Regions from separate parts of the Mus musculus genome. Here region 2 is linked to region 1. Evidence: chromatin contacts called from public HiChIP or PLAC-seq data. All regions are on one chromosome and are shown on one strand. Each heading gives the region's core, a stretch centred on a gene start, on an enhancer-like site or on the middle of the called end of the contact. The rest is flanking DNA. Distances are from core to core; before and after follow the strand shown.

Region 1 (3,880 bases), core at 1,300-3,799:
CCTAAAAATATTGTCTAATAATAATGATTCCTTATCATTTCATTAACTTAAAAACATATAATATAATGTAACAGGGAAGCAAAAAGATACACAGGTTTAGAAATGACAGCATAATTTTCTCTATGCAGGACCTGGCTTTATTTTGTGCTTTAAGGCCAACATTCTGTGTGTTCTATTATATTGAGAACATTATCTTGCTAATTTGAATTTTTTAAGTAAGCTACTTAAGGATACTATTTCAGGTTTTGTTTCCTCAGAATTAGAGTTTCACTCTTGAAAACATACTTAATGCATTATAAAATGTTTTGAATAATTCTATTTAATCTGCTCTGATTTTTAGTACTATTCAATTTGTGGGAATTGCTTGCCATTTTGTGGTTTCGTTTGTTTGTTTTGAGACTTAGTCTCACTATGTAGCTCCTGTCCGGGAACTCACTATGCAGACCAGACTGGCCCTGTACTCGGTGATCTGCCTGCTTCTGCCTCCCAAGTGCTTGGATTACAAGCATGTGGCTCTGTACCCTGCTAATGTTTGCAATTTGACCACACTGTGCCCCCATGAGTGGTTACTAATTGTTCATTTTCAGAGGTCTCACCACCTACCAGGCAGGAGTTGAGACAGGGTCTTGCTTTGTAGTCCAGACTGGTTTCAAACTCCAGACCCTGAGCACCGGGATTACCACTTGCATCATTATTCCCAACATGAGCTGTGACTTAATTAGAGATATTCCCCTAGGAATTTCCCACCTCAGACATTAGGCTTGCCGTATACACCTAAGTATGTCCCTGAAAGGCCTTTGTATCCTTCCCTGCTTTCCAAACCTCCTAGCTTGCCTGCCACTCTTCAGAGACCAGACTCTAGGAAGAGAAGAGAGAGCCTACCTTCACGATGTAGTCAGCCACGCGGTTGTATTTGTAGCGAATGAAGACGCCTAGCCCAATAGGAATGAGAGTGCTGCAGAGAGTCAGGGTGACTGCCCCTAGGGGGAGCAATTGCACCAGAGGGGTATTGATCCAGGCACGGCTGTAGATCCAGAGGCAGAGGGGCATCAACACCAGGGCCAGGAGTGTGGAGGAAATGGTCATGATGATGCTGCAAAAAGGTATGAGCAGAAGTCAGAAAGGGATTTGAGCCAGAGTCAGCCATGTCTTTCCTTACCTGTTACAAAGCCCCGGGAAGGGAGGTGGTAACACTGCAAGCCTCCGGGTTGAAGTCTGCAGAGAATCTATTTTATCATGTCGCAATAGAAACAGGAATTCAGGCAAGACAATGACCTAGGATGCAGGACCCAGGACAGCTGCCCTGGGCGTCGTGAAGCCTGGAAACTGGGTACCTGAGAGGATGCGAAGGAAAGAAACCTTTTTTCTTTTAACCCTACCAAATAGCCTGCAGCACGGAAGCTGGCGAAGCGACTTGTTGGATGAAACTCGATTACATTGCACTCTCAAGATTACTTTCCTTATGGGACTACAGTCCTGATTTGCTTTTTTTGCATTTCCTTCGAGTCCTAGCTTCTGACTTCTCCCTTCTCTTTGCCCTCCTGGAGACATGAGTTAAGACCTTGTCTCTCCGGGAGGGGCTGTGTGTGAAATCCCAGGGCCTTTAAGCAGCTAGGTTCTAGTCTAGATCTTCCCCCACTGACACACAATCTTTAAATGTCCGCCAGGATTTCAAAGCCAAGCCTCCATATACCCATCCCCACCCCATCCATCCCTCCTCAGGGCTTCACCCAAAGGACTCCAACACACCCCTCTTGCTGTGAATTTTATGGGTTGGGGTGAGAAAGAGGCCATACCTGAGGTTCATGTCGCCGTCTACCAGCAGGGACATGAGATTGGAGAGATTTCCACCAGGACAGCAGCCACATAGGAGTACAGCCACCGCGGCCACCTCATCCAGCTTGAAGATGAGGGCCAGCAAGAAGGCTAGCAGCGGCAAGAAGCCGAACTGGCAGAGCGCAGCCAGCAGAGCGCCCACGGGCCGCCGGACGTGCGCCCCGAAGTGGTTCACGTCCACGGTACAGCCTAGACCCAGCATGGTGATGCACAAGGCGGCGCCCACAAACACATTCAGCCCGTGGTTGAGCGGCGTGTCCCAGAATGGGGGCTCGTGGGGGATCCAGGGCCGGGGGAAAGCGGAGGAGCCCTGGCCAGCCACGCCGACCGTGAGGCTGCTGCTCGTGGGCTCTGGAGTCGGGGTTGCCTCGGGGCTAAAGCCGATGCTTGGACTTGGAGCGAGGCTGAGCCCCGGACCGGGACTAGAGGTGACAGCGAGAGGCGAAAGGGTGCTGGCGCTCGGGCTGCCGGCGTTGGGAGACAGGGTGAGGTTGTCAGGCAGCAGCGAGGACGGGGCAAGGAGCAGGGTGGTGTTGTCCAGGCTGTCCATGGCTCTGTCGCCGAGGCACGGTCTGCAGGGGCTGTCCCTGGCCACACCTCCTCCCTCGGTCCTGTGGTCCCTTTTACCTGTCTGTCTGGTCAAGCGTCCCCGCGGCGTCGGTGCGGCGGGCCGGTCGTCGCTGTGGTGTGCATGCTGCCCCACAGCTGGCACTGAGCGCCGCGCGGCCCTGTCGCCGCCCGCCCGCACCGCAGGCCCCGCCCTGCTGCTCGGTCCCCTCCTTTTAATCACAGCTAAGTGGTTCTGTACCAGTGCAGCCAGGGGTGGAACAAAGACCCGACAAAGCCCAGGAGGGCGGAGAAGACCAACCAGGCCTGGCTACCCATCAAATTCTCTGATGGCCCTGCCTTTTTTTCTTTTGAAAATAATTTTTCTAGTTCAAATGTTAAATTTGAACATAAAGTCCCATGTGAGGTTTGGATAGATGTATAAGCTTGTCAAGTCATATTGAATGTAGCTCCTTAAACATTTATCTGATTTTTTTTAATGATGAAAACATTTCCAATGCTTTCGCCTAGCAGTACAAAATTATCTTTAGTCAGATTGCCCAGCAGCTGCGCACCAGAACTCGGCCTCTTTGGTAATGAAATTTAGAGGGCCAGACTCATCGAATGGAGAAAAAGAAGTTTATCTATGTATATGTAAGTCATATATATAAATAGCTTAAATAACCCGCAGCCCTACCCATAGAGGCACCAGGCTTCATGTGAGCCAGTCTAAAAGCAGCACATGTCTGTGGCTTAAATTCGTAAATGAAAGTGTTAAGCCTTTATGTCCAGTCTAAGACTTAAAAAACAATAATACTGATCATGGTTTTTTGAGCCTAGTGCTATTTCAGAGCCAGGGCAAACCCATGGGCTCTATACTCTGTCTACAAATTCTATTTCATTTGTATCGATACATTGCAATTGTACATATCTATTGTGGGTGGCATAGCATTTTAATCACAAACACAATGCTAACGATCAGATGAGAGCCTTTGGCACACATTTGCATTGTCTCTGCTTAGGAAACTTGAATCCTCCCAGGCCCTGTATTGAAAATATTCAATCACTTGTTGCCAGTTCCCCTTCTGGGTCATACCTGACTCTTACAGTTGGAGGCAGGACACCCCCACTTCCCCATACGAAGCTGCTAAGTACCTGGCTCGATCTCCACCTTGTTGTGAAGCTGGGCTGAGAAAAGTCTTGATGAAAACAATGAATGTTAAGGGTGTTGTGGTCAGCTTTCACTGCAAACGTCCATTCTAACTAACTAGGTAGTATAGACTTTGGGTCTGGTTTGTTTTAGTGTGTGAAGTTTTATTTGTTTGCAAGGATTTATATATATACATACACACATATAAAACAAGGTTTATAATGTTGTTAGAAATTTAAAGGAGTCAATGGCAGGTGGGGAGAAGACATTTCCATGGTCACAGATTTATGAAGTGTCATGAGTAGAGTCTCAGCACTGGGATCAGAGGACTGGACAGAAACGAAGTGT
Region 2 (4,400 bases), core at 377-2,876, 250 kb before region 1:
TCTGGAGGAGTAGGTTGGAAAGGGGGCTTAGTTAAAGGCCGTAATTGGGTGCTTGTATTTGTGAAGGCCTTATAAAACAGCTAGGTTCCCATCTCTTGTCTCAGCGTGTGACAATCGTGAGGGGCTGAGACTTTAGCTCACTGGTAGAGGACTTACCTTGAATGCATGAGTCCCTAAATTCATTCCCACTGCTGCAAAAATGTACAAACAATTTAAAAGGAAGGACCTGCAAACACCAATCAAGTCCCGCCTCTCTTACTGCTCCTCGATAATAATGGCTCTCTGAGTTCAGGAAAAAAGCCTTATCTCTCAACTGTCTATGCTTATTTCCCTCTCTCTAAGCTGGTCTGGTCTAGGGCGGCATTGGGCACAGCCACTTTCTTGGCACTACTGGAGGTGACTGCTGCACCTGTAGGGATCCTCTGACGTCGTCAAAGGATCGTCAAAAGTATCAAAGACCATAGAAAATAGAGAGAACACTTAACCTGTTCCTTACTATTTCTTGGCGGGTCCGAAAGCCATAACCACACTCAGGTTTTTTGGAAATAACCTTCGTTTCCTATATCTGGGGTAGGAACCTGGTGCTAAGTTAATGCAGATCCCGAGGTTGTCGCAGGATTCCTCTCCTTTAATGAGCAGGGTTCTGCCACTCAGGTTTCTCCTGGCGAGACTTCTCCCTCTTCCTTTGGGTAGATGTGCTTTCCCCGGAAAGGTGCCACTGTCCTTCAAAGACTAGCCCTCTGGTGTCCACATTTGTAACAAGAGGAACTTTGAGAATATCAGCAAAGAGGAATATATGTTTAATCTTTCCAAACAATTTTTAAAAATAATAAAAAATAGCATAGTCCCGCGCAAATGCCAGTATGACACACAGGACGTGACCTAAACGGAACTTCTAATGGGAAGAACTTAACGCTTTTCTGAACGTCCTATTGCAAGATAAACAAGGAAACCCCTGGGTTTGAAGACACCTTCGTTAATTCTTCCGGGTGCGTAAAGCCAGGAAGTCAAGGATGTGAGCAGAGTAGACAGGGAGTGTGAACTTGATTAATTCTCAGGAGCCAGTATTAGGATTTCAGGTGTTCTCACTCCATTCACGAAATAGGATTGGGCTCTCAGGATCCCGCAGCTGCTGTGGTGTGCTTTTTATCTGAAGATTTTTGCATCCTTTCCACCTCTCTTTCCCGCCTTCCTCAGTATAGGTTGTTTGTGCTCGACCTCTACCAACATTTAAAGGTACAGAGGCTTTGAGGGTGCCAAAATAGGGAAGACTTTACGACTGTCTTTCAGCCGTCCAGGGAGAGTGATAAAAGGTAAGGGGCGTGCAGACTTGCCTTTTCTTACCCAATCAGGTGCACAGGAAGATGTCTTTCTACCAATAAAAATAAAGTTAGCTTTCCGGAGGCGGGAGGGTGAGCCGTGACTGCCAGTTCTCCAAAGCAACGTTGGAGGCGAGGACCGAGAGTGATTAGAGGTAGGTCCAACCCGGGGGAGGGGGCGGGGCGAAGGTGGGGAAACTCTGAGCGGCGGGGAGGCCGGCCAGTGGAGGGCGAGGACCGCTGTTCCTGGTGTAGTATCCTTCGCCAATCAGGAAGGCGAGTGGGTGGGCGGGGCAGAGAAGGGGTGGGCAGAGCTCGCAGCACTGCCGGGCGCCCGTCGGGCTCTGGGAGAGACAGAAATCCGGTTAAAATCAGAGTCGGAGGGAGGTTTAACCACGAATCGGTCCCGATCGGATTATTCCTTAAAGGGGACGCGCCATTGTCAAAGAGAACGGAGCCTGGGGCCCGAGGGCGGGGACCGGCGGCGCTGGAGGAACGAGGCAGCTGCACGGGACTGGGGACCTGGTAGGTGCTGTTTGGGGAAAGGCGCTTCATTTCACTTTCTCTTCCAGCGCGGGGGCAGGATCCGGGATGCCCGCCGACCGTCGGCCGTAGGATCCGGGATGCCCGCCGACCGTCGGCCGTGGGATCCCGGGTCCCCGGCCCTGGCCCGGCTGCCCTTCTTGCTGCGAGCCGCGAGGGAGGCGGACCGGGATGGGCGGCTGCGGCGCCGACTGGGGAGGCTCCTAACGGACGCGGGCGCGGTACTGAGCCGGGGTCAACCGAAAGCCCGTCGGAGCTGCGGCAGACCCGTGGGGGAGCACCGCGCGCCCCGCTCTGCTGCGCGCCTCCTTCCCGGCCCGTGCCCGGCTCTCCCCGCGCTCCCGGCTGCCCTGGTCGCGCGCCGTCGTCTCCACGCTCGCTCCGCTCTTCCCGCGCGCCCGGCTGCCCTGAGCGCGCTCCCTGCGCCGCTCGGCGCGCCGGCTTGGTTCGCACGCCGCGGGTTCACCGCGACCCGGGAACCGCCCGGCGAGGAAGCGGGCGGCGGGGCGGTGGCGGCAGGCGCTACTGCTGGGTTGATCATCCGACCCGGCTGAAGGTGCCGGCAGGCGGCCTCGGGAGGAGAGGCGGCGGGCTCGCGCTGCGCGCCGAGGTTGCCGGCCCGGCCGGGCATTGTCCGCGATCCTCCGCCGCGTCTCTCCGCCCACTGCTTGCGGTGCTGGGAGGGGTGCGGACCTGGGCGCAGAGCCCACTCCGCCTGAAGCGACGGCGCACCCCCGGACCCGCGCCTTTCCGGAGCCGGGGTCGGCCCGGCGGACGCCAAAGTCACCGCCCGCCGCCGGGCCTGTGCAGCCCGGGCCACCGGCTTCGCAGACACCGGCGCTGGCTCCTCGCGGTCCGGAGCTCAGCCGTGCAACTTTTCTTTGCCTTCTAATGGGAGTTGTTGCTTCCGGGCGGCAGGTTCTCCCGGCCCGGCCGAGCCTCGTTTCTTGCGTCTGCAGAGGCCGATATCTAAGGCGATCTGGGGCCTGAATGCTTTACTACTAGTCCAGCTTTGTTCCTCATTACCTACAATCGCTTTGCTTGTAGACTTTCGAGGATATAAGTCCCAGGTTGCTGTGTTAATAAAAGAATAAATAAACGGGTGGGGGAATGGCTGAGGGGCTAGAGCTTCAGACAGAACTAAATGTGCTTTAACCTTTGAACTAGGGAAAGTATTACCGGGACTCCACGACAGAAGCTCTTCGAGGAGGGTAGAAGGGTCTGTAGGATTGGGGGGGGGGGGGAACAATGAACAACTTTTGATGGAAATAAAAGTTGGTTTTATAAACTGCTGTTCCGCCTAGCAGGTGCCTTCCATAAAGTTGATCTCCCCTACTGAATGCAGGCATTGTAACTACTTGCAGGCAGGCACTCTTGCTATTGGTGAATCAAATAAGAGGTCTTTGCACTGTGAACATTCTGCCGGTGTTGAACTTGTCAATACTTGCAGCAGAAATCATAGCTAGAAACAACACATCCCTTGTTGGAGTCCTTATTTAGAAAAGAATGTTTTCATAAGCCTTCATTTTGACAGTTTCTTGAGCAATGGTTTGTAGAGCGCTTGGAGGCGGCAAGCTGCAGCCTTATCAAGGAAGTAGCATCCGGCCTATGATTCTTTGGTCTTATTTTTGTTTCTTATTTTCAAATGTAGCCGCTGATCCTGGTTGCCTTGTGCTCTGTTACAGTATTTTGTACTTTGCAAGAATGAATTTTGTTGAGACACCTGGCCCGGGTGGGTTTTTTCCTTCCTTTAAGGCAATGCAGATTTTAAAATTTGTTTATCTTTAAGCTACTGTCTAAGAACTCTTGAGTGAATGCTGAACGTTCCCAATCTCAACAATAATAACACAGAAACTATATTTGGGAAACAAGTCCAACTTGAGACATTGATACTTGAGAGAGAATTCCCTTGATAATATCCATTTTTGTTCCACCTTATTATTTTAATTCTCCTGTGTTAACAATATCAGGCAAGTACCTGGTGGGCATAGTCTTCCTTGCTTATTATAGGAAGGAGGTGTTTAGAACAAATTTAAAATTTCCCGTTTTTACTTCCTTATTTAGTGGCATATTTAGACAAGAGACTTTCTAAACTTTAAAGAAGATCACACAAGGAGAAAGTGTTCAGGAGTGCTTACCTTTGAAATGCCTATGCATTATGTGCTGAATGGCATGCGTTTTTCTGTTTTCTGTGTACTGCATACATATTTCTAGATAACTATGAGTTATGACTGCTTAGAGATTGTTGGGAGAGCTGGGATGGTCCGCTCTGCCTTATTTCTTTGCAGATCCAGTGTGTAGCTGTATATTCAGTAGAGGAACTGTTTGAAGTCTGGCAGGAAAAGATGCTATCTTACAAAGGCTGTGGAAGATACATTGTTCTCTAACTGATACATATGATGCAAACTGCTCTCCTACTGAGCTGTATCCTCAGACCTAATGAGCTAGTTTTAACAGTAACAATTCCTACAGCGAGGCTTGAACCCAGGCCTTCTTGAATGCTAAGCAAGCACAGGACCACTGAGCCCAACACTCAAC

What was found. HiChIP or PLAC-seq counts read pairs in DNA pulled down with a chosen protein or histone mark.
Region 2: an H3K4me3 HiChIP or PLAC-seq map of embryonic stem cells shows a contact between it and region 1, with 16 read pairs. The contact joins the promoter of Fryl here to the promoter of Slc10a4 in region 1. A contact is called at or near these places in 1 of 39 promoter capture datasets (embryonic stem cells), 2 of 115 datasets of contacts at active chromatin or transcription factors (embryonic stem cells and neural tube) and 2 of 9 other capture datasets (adipose tissue and embryonic stem cells).

The regions. Positions count from the first base shown.
Region 1 is chr5:73,005,573-73,009,452 of GRCm38.p6, reverse strand. It overlaps Slc10a4 (solute carrier family 10 (sodium/bile acid cotransporter family), member 4), which reads right to left and starts at 2,549. Exons shown (of 3, transcript NM_173403.2): 1 at 1,797-2,549; 2 at 883-1,093. The coding sequence starts at 2,386.
Region 2 is chr5:73,253,844-73,258,243 of GRCm38.p6, reverse strand. Fryl (FRY like transcription coactivator) reads left to right here and starts at 1,626. Exons shown (of 63, transcript NM_028194.2): 1 at 1,626-1,844.